Linked DNA regions of Mus musculus: region 1 is linked to region 2. Evidence: chromatin contacts called from public HiChIP or PLAC-seq data. All regions are on one chromosome and are shown on one strand. Each heading gives the region's core, a stretch centred on a gene start, on an enhancer-like site or on the middle of the called end of the contact. The rest is flanking DNA. Distances are from core to core; before and after follow the strand shown. Region 1 has its middle 310 kb from the start of Gm29686. Region 2 has its middle 180 kb from the start of Gm29686.

Region 1 (6,316 bases), core at 2,584-5,083, 130 kb after region 2:
ACATTTCCTGATTCAATTTTTATAACATATTTTATTTCTGCAATTAAAACCTATTGCACAAAAAATGTACAGGATAGCGAACTTCTCCCAGCAGTCGTCTGACAATGTGCATTGTTTTTAGGAGAAATCATTGTTCTTTTAAGGAATAGTAGTGACATTATCATATGATAAAAAAAAAAAAGAGTGATATCTTCGTGTAAAGAATGATCTGCTGTTGCTTTTACTGAAATCGTTTTAAGTGTGCCAGGCATTTATGCTAATGACGTCATGGAGTATGGCTTTCATAGCTCATGATTTCTATACCCTTTGTAAGTTGAGTCGCCATGACATATAACCTACCTACTTTATGGGAAATTCTGCTAGATTTCATAGAAGTCCTTGAAGTTAGACACACTTAGGAAAACATCCTTGAGTGCATTGTATATTACAGTATGAATGAGCAATTACATACGGACTGATCCTATTATGTTGAGTTGATGTAGTTCTCAGTAGAAACTGAGTCCCTGGCTGACAGTCCCATCATACTTGACCTTAACATTATGCCAGACTGTCTCTCACCATTTGAAGTATGGCATGAGAAATTATGATCATTCTTACTGTATAAGACATTAATAATTTATAATAAAGTATGTTCATTATAATTTGAGAGGAAATATAAACACACACACACTTAATTCTATGGTTTTATAAAACGTCAGTGAGCCAGCATCTGTAATTTTAAGTTTAGTTGGTGGTTTCAGGTGTGAAACTATAACTTTGTAGTTTCAGGAGATTTGACATATATAAACATTATTAATTTTGATTTTAAAATTTATCCCTAGAGGCTTGGCACATGGTTCAGTGGATAAGAACATTTTCTGTGTAAACATGAGGTCGTGAGTTTGGATCTCCTCCATTCATGTGACAGTAAACAACACCATCAAAGCTTTGAGTGGCTGTGCATGCCTGTGGCTCTGGCATTGGAGGGTTTGTGTGTGTGTGTGTGTGTGTGTGTGTGTGTGTGTGTGTGTGTCTGTGTGTCTGTGTCTCTGTGTGTGTGTCTGTGTGTGTGTGTGTGTGTGTATACGGCAGAAGGATCTCTAGCTTACTGACTCCATACCTGCATGAAAAATAGCTGTAGGTTAATGAGAAACATTGTGTCAAGTGAAAAAGGTAGAGAGTGATAGAGAAGAACATCACAAAGTCCTTCTACAACCGCTACATGTGTGCTACATGTGCTACATGTGTGGCATTGGCATGTGCTACATGTGTGGCGTTGGTGTTTATGCACATAAAAAGAAATGCTATATACGTGAAAACATCACACATACACACATCAAATACCACCACCTAAGCAAGGGGAATAAACAATTTCAGTGTCTCTTGGTTGTTCTACATCTCATAGCAGTCCAAACGTCCTTTAGTATGCTATACATTTGGCATGGGTACACACCCTGCACATCAGAATGCCCTTAGTGTCAGATCTATTTCTGATTATTTATAGGAAATGCTATTGGTACCCTTTTTACTCTCTTATCCCTATAGGGCTTCCCCCATTCAGCATGTCTGCTTCTCTCTGTGTGTGTCAGTTTTATGTGGGTTTCTCCTTGGTTATTCCATGTAAAGAGGAGGTGGGCCACATTCCAGCTTCCTTTCTCCTTAGTGAGACCACCTTGTTCTTCGACATACTGTCATAAAAGGATTTCCTGTGCCTAGCTCCCAATGAATAGGATTATCCCATTAATTTACTCCTTTCTCCTCCTCCTCCAGGTACTTCTCTGTTGGACTCCTATATTCCCTCAATGTATTTCATTTCCAAAGAAAAGACTGAAAATATTTTTTGTCTCAGGGTTTTATTGATGTGATAAAACACCATGACCAAAGGCAACTTTCAACTTCTAGTTTCACATCAGTCCTTGATGGAGGCCAGGGCAGGAACTCAAAGCTAAAACTGAAGCAGAAGGAAGAGTGATGTACATTGGCTTGCTCAGTGTGTGTGCTTACACCATGCCAGGCATTCTGCACAGTAGTGACACCACTTAGAGTGAGTGGCCCTCTCACACTGGTCATCAATTCAGAGACTATCCCCACCTACTTATGTATAAGCTAATCCTATGGAGGCATTTCCTCAATTAAGATTCCCTCTTCTTAGATATGTTTGTCTGTGTCAAGTTCACAGATAAATATCCAGGACACTATTCTAGGAAGCTGCTTTTGCAGTTGCTCAATTGAGAAGGTCACAAATACTAAAATGTGGAGCTTTTAGAACAAAATTGCAAGAGAGAATAAAAGTCTTAAGTGGCCAAACTCAGTGCAAACAGAATGTACAAAGCTTTACTATTGTTCTTTCATTACTGTTTTTATTAGGACTTATATTCTCCTACTACTCTATTTTGATGTAGCCTGTTATTCAGGAAGAAGATGAGGATGGTACCTGTAGATAATGGATACATCACTGGACAGCTGCTTGGGGTCTCAAATTCTAAACATCAATCTTATGATTTATATAATGGGTTTTATAAATAATTTGCCAATATCACAGGCGTTGTGAGAGAGAGATATTTTGATTTTGTTGTTGTTTTTAGGAGGCAAGTTCAAGTACAAAGTTTACTGTGGAGCTTTCTTTGCATCTTGAATTTCCTTGTGTGTTTGGTAACTTTACCTAGCATCCATTAGTTCATAGGTTGAAACTTGGGCCTTCAACTTTATGTCAATGACTTCTAGTCTGCTATGAATGCACTAGAGATTGCCAGTTAACAATCACTGGTTGCTAACTGTGGTACCCAAAGAAAATCACAGTTGGTACCTTCCTCATGGGGGTCTGTGCACCCAGTAAGAGCTCCAGCTGTAGATACCCCGACAAAGAAGCCTGTTTAAACCAGTATTCTAATACCTAATCAATCAGAAAGTTCAAAGCATACAGTCCTCCCACTTAAGAGTGTCGGGGGAGGGCTGTTACTGCACCATCTCAGAGCCGGAAATTCTTGCTTCCTCTACAAGCAGCCATCTGGATCCACTATTACTAAAGGACACAGATCCAATTACAAACATGTATTTGTGAAGGAAACTTACAGTATCTTTGAAAGGAGTCTCTCGTACTTGAAGTCAAGGTCTGCTGAAGTTTACCTGTTAGAAATCAACTTAGGTTAAAAAAAAAGAGAGAGAGAGAGATACCTCAAGATAGAAAGAAAGTGAGAATAAAGGAGAAATGCAAATAAAATAGATCTCTTGGCTTTTTTCCTTATTCAAACTCTTAAATCTATTGAGAATGTTGGAAATTTTTCTTTGCTTACAGCATCCCCTTTCTTTCCTTCTTTCTCTCTCTCTCTCTCTTTCTTTCTTTCTTTCTTTCTTTCTTTCTTTCTTTCTTTCTTTCTTTCTTTCTTTCTTTCTCCTCTTCCCTCCCTCCCTCCCTCCCTCCCTCCCTCCCTCCCTCCCTCCCTCCCTCCCTTCCTTCCTTCCTTCCTTCTTTCTTTTCTTTCTGTCTTTCTTTCTTATTTTTTATTCGATATTTTCTTCATTTACATTTAAAATGTTATCCCCCTTTCCTAGTTTCCTCTCTGAACGTCTCCTATACCCTCCCCCTGACCAAAGTCCCCAACGTACCCACTCCCGCATCCTGGCCCTGGCATTCCCCTGTACTGGGGCATATAATCTTCGCAAGACCAAGGGCTTCTCCTCCCATTGATGGCCAAAGGAAATGACTGTAGCATGTAATCTTTCATAACAGAGAAAATGATCAAACTCAGGTTAGAAAGCAAGGAAAAGATGAAAGCTTTGAAAGACTTAGAACTTTGCTGACGTACAGACTGAGGCTGGGAAAGGCTAAGAGGCAGGAAGTGCTGTTGCTATTGCTTCTGAGGTTGTATTTCATAGTTTCCACTTTGGTTAACTGGAAGGAAACTGGGTGATTGGGGGTAGTTGTGTTATCGATCACATCAGTTTTCTGCTTTGTTTCTATTTTTTTCTTAAAGCATTACTCTTTTCTATGCAGGAAGGTCTAGGAATCATTAACCTACCATATTGTATGCCACAATCAAATGCTTTGCTACAAAGATGGGGAATATTGAAATTGGCACTGGTGGATGTCATCCTTAAGTCACAGAGGGAGTTGTAAATGTAGTCTTAGAGATCAGACGTTCAGAGGAAACCAAATATCATCTATGATCCTTGTTTCTAGACTCAGAGTTGCTCCACTACGAGGATTCTCATAGCACATTTGCATAAATACACAATTTTTCATAGAGAGGTTTACCATTTTTAAAATACATACAACCCGACTGATTTGATTTTCAAAAAGTGCTTCCATCAAGATTATTTTTTAAAAAAACAAAACAAAAGAAGAACTGACACTTGCGATGTAGGTCCTGTGATGTCCTGTCACTGGACAGGACACTGAATCAATCAGCTCCTGTCTGCATGAAGTTCATGGTCAGTGCTATGACCTGGACATGCAGATGAAGATGAATTCCATCACATCTGAGGGATACCAGCCCCCAAAACTCTCAACGAACTGTTCTCAATGGATTTACCTTTGTCTTATGTGAGGTTTTCAAGCTTGCTGAGGACTGAGCTATTACGAAATATTGAATAGATGTTTAATAAATATTTCTAGATTAGTATATATCAGACTGATAACTCTAATTCAGTGCAACTCACATTAATACTAAGGAAACCTGCTTGTCAGTGAGCCAGAAATGACAGCTACCTAGGCTAATATAAAACCTCAATGTCAGTCCTATGAACTCAGTATAAAAGTAATCTCATGGATTTCTGCCCAGTATTATTAGATCAGTGAAAAGAAAAGTTTGTGGCATCTGAAAGAAACAGTCCCTACTTTACAGACATGCTATGTAAAGAACAAACATCTATAGTCATTCTGAAGATAGCAACATGAAGAAAGCTTCAGCGTTTTTTTTTTTTTTAATTGGATATTTTATTTATTTACATTTCAAATGTTATCCCCTCTCCGGGTTTCCATCTGCAACCCTCCTATTCCATCCCCCTTTACCCTGCTTCTCTGAGGGTGCTCCCCAACTCACCTACCCACTCCTGCCTCACTGCCCTAGCATTTCTCTACATTAGGGCGTCGAGCCTTCACAGAACCAGGGCCTCCCCTCCCATTGTTGCCAGATAAGGCCTCTTCAACTCCTTCAGTCCTTTCCCTAATCCCTCCATTGGGGTCCCTGTGCTTAGTCTGATGTTTGTCTGTGAGCTTCCACATCTGTATTGGTCAGCATCTGGCAGAGCCTCCAGTGTATTTAAGGTCATCAATTGATATTTTAAACACACAATTGAAAAAAGGCCTTACCATACTGCTCAGCAAGTAGAGGTACTAGTGACACAGGCCTGATGACTTGAATTCAATCCGCAGATCATAGAGTGGATCATAGAGTGGAGAGAACTCTCTCTCTCTCTCTCTCTCCCTCTCTCTCTCTCTCTCTCTCATACACACACAAACACACACACACAAATATTTATATATGCACACTCACATACACATAAAATAAAATTATTTATAAATTTATAAAGTTTTTAAAATGGGTTATTGGAAAACAATACAATTGTAAATCAAAACGTAAGTCCCAATTTTCTCTTTTGACGGTCAGATTTAACAGACAACATTATGTCCTGCCAAACTGCCATAAACATTTACTCTAAAGTCCTAAGCAGCCTCCTACTGATGAGACATCAAGTGTGTGAGCCAGGACAATATTTGGGCCTGCATTCGGCAAAGCACTGTGGCAAAGCCAGCAGTCATTTGACAGCTGCTGAGGAGTGCCCAAGCAAATGAACCAACCAGAAAAAAAAAAAAAAAAGTTTGATATTTGAGGAAATTTGTTGGACAAAGAAATAGACTTGAGGATCATTGTTTTGCAAAGACGAGAATAGTTGACCCTCTCCCTTACTTTTCCATTTTAGCTTTTGCTTAAAAAATATTCTGAGTGAATGTAGTTAATCCTTTTTTTCTGTACATTTTTATTTGTAATAATATTTAAGCCTTGTGAATATAATCCCCATAGGAAATCATTCATATTTCTCTGCTTGTGGTAATTATCATAAGGCATCTCTAGTTATCTCCTATGGCTTGATTTTAATATAAGGCAGTAGGTAGATCTTGTAGGGAGCCTACCGTAGAGGGTTTTAGTTAGTTGGCCAACAGCAGATTGTAACTGCAGGGCTGATGCTGTCATTCATTACTTTGATATGATGACCTACACATTCTTTAAGGTCATGGGCAAATTTAATTTCTAAAATTATACAAATGTATGAAATCAATAAAAAGAAATGGAGAGGAGATCAAAATAAATTTATTAATAAAGACTTCAAATTGGTT
Region 2 (5,919 bases), core at 1,155-3,654:
GAGTCCTCCCAACTTAATTAACCCAGCCTAGAAACTCTCTCGAAGACATGCCTAGAGGCTTGTCACCTATATAATCACGGATCTTTGTCGAGCTGACAATAAATATTAGCCATAATGCCCACTAAACTTACAATTTACTAAAAGTCAGAAGGGATGAAGAGGAGGAATTCCAGTGTCTTGTGAGTACAGGAGGTTTGTGGTTAACATGGCTTACCATTTGCAAGCACAAACATGTGATTAGCAGAGGGAAGTTTTATCTCAAGCTGTCCAGGCATGGGTCTTTTAGTATTTGAGTGTAGGAGAAAGGAAGTTGGGACAGTTGTGAGTGGACTGTGCCTTTAAGGAAAATTGACCTAGACTTTATCTATATTGCCTCCATGGAAAAAAAATCTGTTATCCAAGGCTGAATTTACCTCCAAGGGTTAAGCTACAGCAGGCTCACTCCAAGGCCTGTCTTTTCATCTGCTGGCTGTGGGCTAGTCAAAGCAGATCTAAGGCTAGCTGCAAAGAGGAGACCTTCAGAGATGGCCCCTGAGCCACTGTGTGGGATGATTCAGATTGTTTGTTCCCTGAGTGACTCCCCAGGCACGGATATGAGTGCCCGGCCCCTGCTGAGTGTTGTAGAAGTTTGTAGTGGTGTGGGAATCAATGTAAAAATAGATTCTGGCACAGAGCTGCCTCTGTCAAGAGGTAGAGTCAAAATGTACCTACAAGGAGGTTTGTATGTAGCAGTCTGTCTGTCTGTCCATGTATAGAGACTTGAGGAGGTTCAGAGACATTATGGAATGCCCAAAGCCAGGAATTATAGGTGTGTCCCATACTTTACTTCTGATCATGACTCTTGATTAGTGTGGATAGATACTTTTTTATTATTTGTATATTTATATAAAAATAAAATTAGGAGAAGCAATGAAACTGGTATAATTGTATATGTGTGTGTGTGTGTGTGTGTGTGTGTGTGTGTGTGTGTGTGTGTGTGTGTGTGTATGGATGGAATATGGCTTATCCATTCAAAATGAAATCTTTCCTGACAGTGGTGATAAGTAACCTGAAGAGATCACCTTCAGTAGCTAGACAGGACCTCTAGTGGAGGGATGGGGACCTAAAATTTTGAGGACTTTTGACGTAAAATTGGTCCTGTCTAAAAGAAATTCAGGGATAAAGACTGATCAGAAAACGAAGGAATGGCCAATCTGTGAGACCCATCCCATGGGTAGTCACAAATCTCTCACACTATTAATGAGGCTATGTTGTATGTACAGACAGGAGCCTAGTGTAGCAGCCCTCTCAGAGGCTCTACCCAGCAGCGGACTGAGACTGATGCAGACAATCACAGACAAACATTTGATGGAGGTTGGGGACCCTGATAGAAGACCTAGGGGAAGGACTTAGGGCCAGCAAGGAGAAGGCAACCCCACAAGAAGACCAACAGTGTCAACTAACCTGGACCTCTAGGAGCTCCCAGAAACTGAGGTACCAACAAAAGAGCATACATTGGATGGTCAGAGGCCCCTGACACATGTGTAGCAGAGGGCTGCCTTGTATGGCTTCAGTGGGAGCGGATATGCCTAATCCTGCAGAGACGTCATGCACCAAGGTGGGGGGATATGTGGGAGGGCTGCCCTCTCAGAGTGGAAGGGGGGTCGGGGAAAAACTCTGCAGGGGGCGGCAGGGACAGCATTTGGGATGTAATTAATTAATTAATTAATTAAAAATTAAATCTTATCATTGCAGAAAAATAAATGGGAGTGAAGAACAGTGTGTTGCTATGTTTAAAAACCTCTATCTGTAATTCTAATCTGTCAAAATTTTCCTTTTTTTGAGACCAATGAGTAATTTTAAAAAATAACCAAATTATTATTATTTCCTACTATCATATATGTACATTTCTTTTCATTCCATGGCTTATAATTCATGGCCTATTGCAATGACACCTTCAGAGCTGGAACATAAAGACAACAGTGTGAGTTTGACTCTGATACCTTAGAACAGTGACCTTCGGTACTGTAGGGACCTCGGTTTGGAGGAGGATGAGCTTGGAAACATTAGTAACAGCAAATCATCTTCAAATGGATTCTAAGGCAACTGAAGTGTACAGGGCTCCCCCACCATCCCCACACCTTTTTCCGAACTTCAACCTGATAATCAGTTCCACTGACGATGTTTCGGGGTAGCATAATTTCTTCCCCGTGCCCTATGTCGTGAGGATGCTTAGCCACCCAATCAAAACATTTTATTAAAAGGAAATATTCTCTAAACCAGCTAATATAAATCGACTCCACCGTTTATACTCAGGCTTAAAATTCCTAGAAACATCCGGTCTTCGAGCAGACAGGATATTCAATTCTCACCTGTTTCCTGTTTGTGGTTTGACCTACCTTTACTTTCGTATTCAGACTCCTAGGCTCTTCTGTATCTTGCTACATGAGCTGAGCCCTAGAAACTTCTGACGTCCTCTCAGCTGCATCCAGTTCTTCTTTCTGTTGACCTCAGTCACTGTTTTTCAGATTCATATTCCTTCCTTCACCAAGGTTCACCCACAATGGCTGAACACCTATGCCACATCTACATCTGAAATATCTTTGTTTACCAACTTTCTAAGTCACCAGTGAGCACAGCGAGACTTCATTGTCTCAAGTGTCTGTCATCTTGTTTCTAATGTTCCCATGGGCTGTTCTTTGGGGCAGAGACAATCTGTCCTTCAACATTCCAGCTTCAGAATGTACTTGCACATCTATTTAACCTTATGGAATTTGAAAGATTAGCATTCTCTTTGGTAGAGTTTCAAAAGAAAGAAACATAGTAGTATCAAGATCAGTCTGCTATGGACAGGAAAAACATTTGAAATTCCCAGGAATACAGAATATGCGTTTGAAGATTCAAAAAGCAACAGCAGTGGTTCTCAACCTGTGGGGCATGACCCTGTTGGGTATCCACCAAACCTTTCACAGGGGTTGTATGTCAGGAATCCTGCATATCAGACATTTACATTAGGACTCATAACAGTAAAAACTTAGTTATGAAGTAGCGATGAAAGTAATTTTATGGTTGTGGGTCACCACAACATGAAGCATTGCGTTAAAGGGTTGGAGCCATGGTTGAGAGGATTAAGAACCAATGATCTACAGGACCACACCCTCACAGAGAATCTACAAGTTGTGTTTTACACCTTCAGCAGGTAGCTTTCTCTTGCATCTTCTGAAACTCCCTTGCAATATATTTATCCTCAAAACGTAACATGCAGCTCATGGTTCTGGCTGGATTTCTCTATTAATTCCCTTTAACTTGTTCAATGTGTGGATTGTTCCAGAAGACAGAAAAATGGATATCAGCATTCAGGAAGGTAGAGGCAGACAGGTGTCTGTGTAGTTGAGGCTAGAATGGTATATAGTCCCAGGCCAGTAACAGCTACATAATGAGACTTTGTCTTAAAAAGCAATGGAGGGGCATGCCAGGGCAGGAAGGCAAGGGTTGGGGAACACCCTTATAGAGGCAGGAGGATTGGGGAAGGAATAGAGGGTTTCCAGAGGGGAGAGTCAGAAAGGGGATAACATTTGAAACGTAAATAAAGATAATATCTAATAAAAGAAAAAAAAAAGCAATGGGGAAAGATGTGTGTGTGTGTGGGTGTGTGTTTTGTAAAAAATGCAGACTGTGTTCTCTTGCTGAGGTAACTCGATAATTTATTGGGGAATGTTACCATAAATAACGTTTTATAGTTTTAGAATGCCTTTAGCGTAAAAAATTTGATATATTTTATAATGTCTTGCTTTTATTGCAAAATGAAAATTCTCAGCATTGTGTATATTAAATACACATTTGCCTTCACCTCCTAGTTCCCCTGCCTCCTATTTGCCAAGAGTGTTATTCTTTGTTCTCTGGCTTCCTCTGGAATATGAGGTATATGTATCTACATCTACAGCAGGGCTGCTTAGTCTTGGATGTTGATCCAGTCAAATCAGCTTATATCCTAGGCTTTTCAGATGTGCCTTTCCTGGTAGCTATTAAGAAGGAAAAAGCTTACAAAACTCTCCACTTAGTCATTGAAGTAGTGGCTATTTTCAGAAATGAAAATCAACCTTACTATCATGAATTTTATTTTCACAAAAGACCACAAAGAGAGATCTCTGATTTAGGACTAGAAACCACATGACAAGTGTAAACACCCCCAGGGAAAGCATATGTGGGCTAAAACAGTGAGAATAGAATTTTCCAGAAGTTTTTCTTCTATAAATAAATCACCAGATGTCTTTATGTAAATAGATTCTTTCCTCTGGGATTATAATATTATGAGGCATTTCTATATATTTTGCTATTTTGATTCCCAAGTAGTCCGTTATCTTGCTCACATAGGAATTTATTCTGGTTTTTCTTCCTTTCCAAAGGAATGCTACCAAATTTTTAGAAAGGCTGACTTAGCTACATTCTCTTTAATTTTCTAATCTCTTACTGTTTTCCCTAACAATGTGAGACACCCAGGGAAAGATAGCCTAGGACAGAAAGATGAAGAAATTAAATACAATGTTCTTTGAGTGTTATTTCTGAGGTTGTGGTTGTACTAGTTTTTACCCCAGTATGACCCAACATGATATGGACACAAAGTCCTGAGTTGCTAAATGCTTGTGAACAATGCATTTAACAGGCCTTCACCCTCAGTAGCCTGGAACTGGCAAAATATAACCTGCTAGGTATAATGACCATTGACCACCTTCAACAAGTGAAGAATTATCAAGGGAATTAAGTTGTTATTTTTCTTCAGTTTTTTTTTTTCATAACAGGGCTGGAGAGATGGGTTTGATATTAAAGAACACTCATAGCTTTTTTAGAGGACAAGAGTTAAAGTCCCTAAACCTACATCAAACAGCTGACAACTGTAAGTTCATCTTCAGGAAATGGGAAAGCATCTCCAGTAAATGGAGATGTTGAGGTTCTTTAAAAATAACAGAAGCAATAGAATGAGTGCATATTAAATGGGATGTTTTAGATTTGCTTGCAGGATACAGGTCTCTGTAGTCCATCAATAGCCATCTTTGCACTGGAGAGGTTAACAACAAGAAGCTGCCTGGTCCACAAGTTAGCTGCCTCAGCAGTCCAATAGGACAATGATGATATGGAGGATGTATAGAGAGCCACAGTTTTTTCAGGCCATCTGAAGGATGAGGGAGTGGGCTGCCTGTAGGAGGAACCACGGTGGTCACCTCTCCAAAACCCCAGGTGGTGGTAGTTTGCAGCCACTAAGGCAGCTTATGCAGAAGGACCTAATTGAAGACTGCCTGAGAGACCCAGGATTACTGACGCATGCAATGCCAGCCAACTGGGAACTGCTGTTCAGAAGGGATGCTTTATTGGGCCAATGGAGCTGCCGCATTTCTCATGCTATCAGTGTCTGCGTAGTTGATTCCATACCACCTCACCTCCCACCCACAAGGGCAGGTAGGGTCTGTGAGCAAGAAGTCCATGGCACAGGTAGCCAAGGATGGCCGTGACAGCAGTGGGGAAGAAGAACTCTTAAAGGTGGGTGGATAATCTTGTCAATGAAACACAAAGGCAAGCTAGTAAAAAGTAAAGGTTTGCTCTCGGCATTCCTTTTATATTGGCCACAAAGGAAAATTGCCACCATGATCATGGTGGGCCATCTGCTTCAGTTAATGCCACCAGAAAGATGCTTCTTGTGTCTGCCTGAAATTAATCCAATCTGGGTGGTCCCTCGCAGAGCTTCCCAGAAGCTTGACCCTTTGTTGGGTCCAGATCAAAGTCAACCTCCAGGAGGCACTGTCAGGCTTTATCACATGGTCATGAGAACGCAGGCAGAGAAGGCTTTGTGTGTTCATGTTCAGGTTTAACGTGTAGATAACATAATCTCTGATGCATATAAAACGACATGGAGTGATAGACAGTTTGACACAAACCCAGGGCATA

What was found. HiChIP or PLAC-seq counts read pairs in DNA pulled down with a chosen protein or histone mark.
Region 1: a BATF HiChIP or PLAC-seq map of CD8 T cells shows a contact between it and region 2, with 12 read pairs. The contact joins two enhancer-like sites. A contact is called at or near these places in 4 of 484 Hi-C or Micro-C datasets (CD4 T cells and CD8 T cells) and 1 of 115 datasets of contacts at active chromatin or transcription factors (CD8 T cells).

The regions. Positions count from the first base shown.
Region 1 is chr16:51,672,793-51,679,108 of GRCm38.p6, reverse strand. No RefSeq gene overlaps it. Among named protein-coding and RNA genes, the nearest start is that of Gm29686, 310 kb to the left of the region's middle. Within about 2 kb of position 3,833, at least 36 of the 459 cell types and tissues checked have an H3K27ac peak or open chromatin away from gene starts, as enhancers often do. A contact at or near this core is called in CD8 T cells, where this site is marked.
Region 2 is chr16:51,804,011-51,809,929 of GRCm38.p6, reverse strand. No RefSeq gene overlaps it. Among named protein-coding and RNA genes, the nearest start is that of Gm29686, 180 kb to the left of the region's middle. Within about 2 kb of position 2,404, at least 40 of the 459 cell types and tissues checked have an H3K27ac peak or open chromatin away from gene starts, as enhancers often do. A contact at or near this core is called in CD8 T cells, where this site is marked.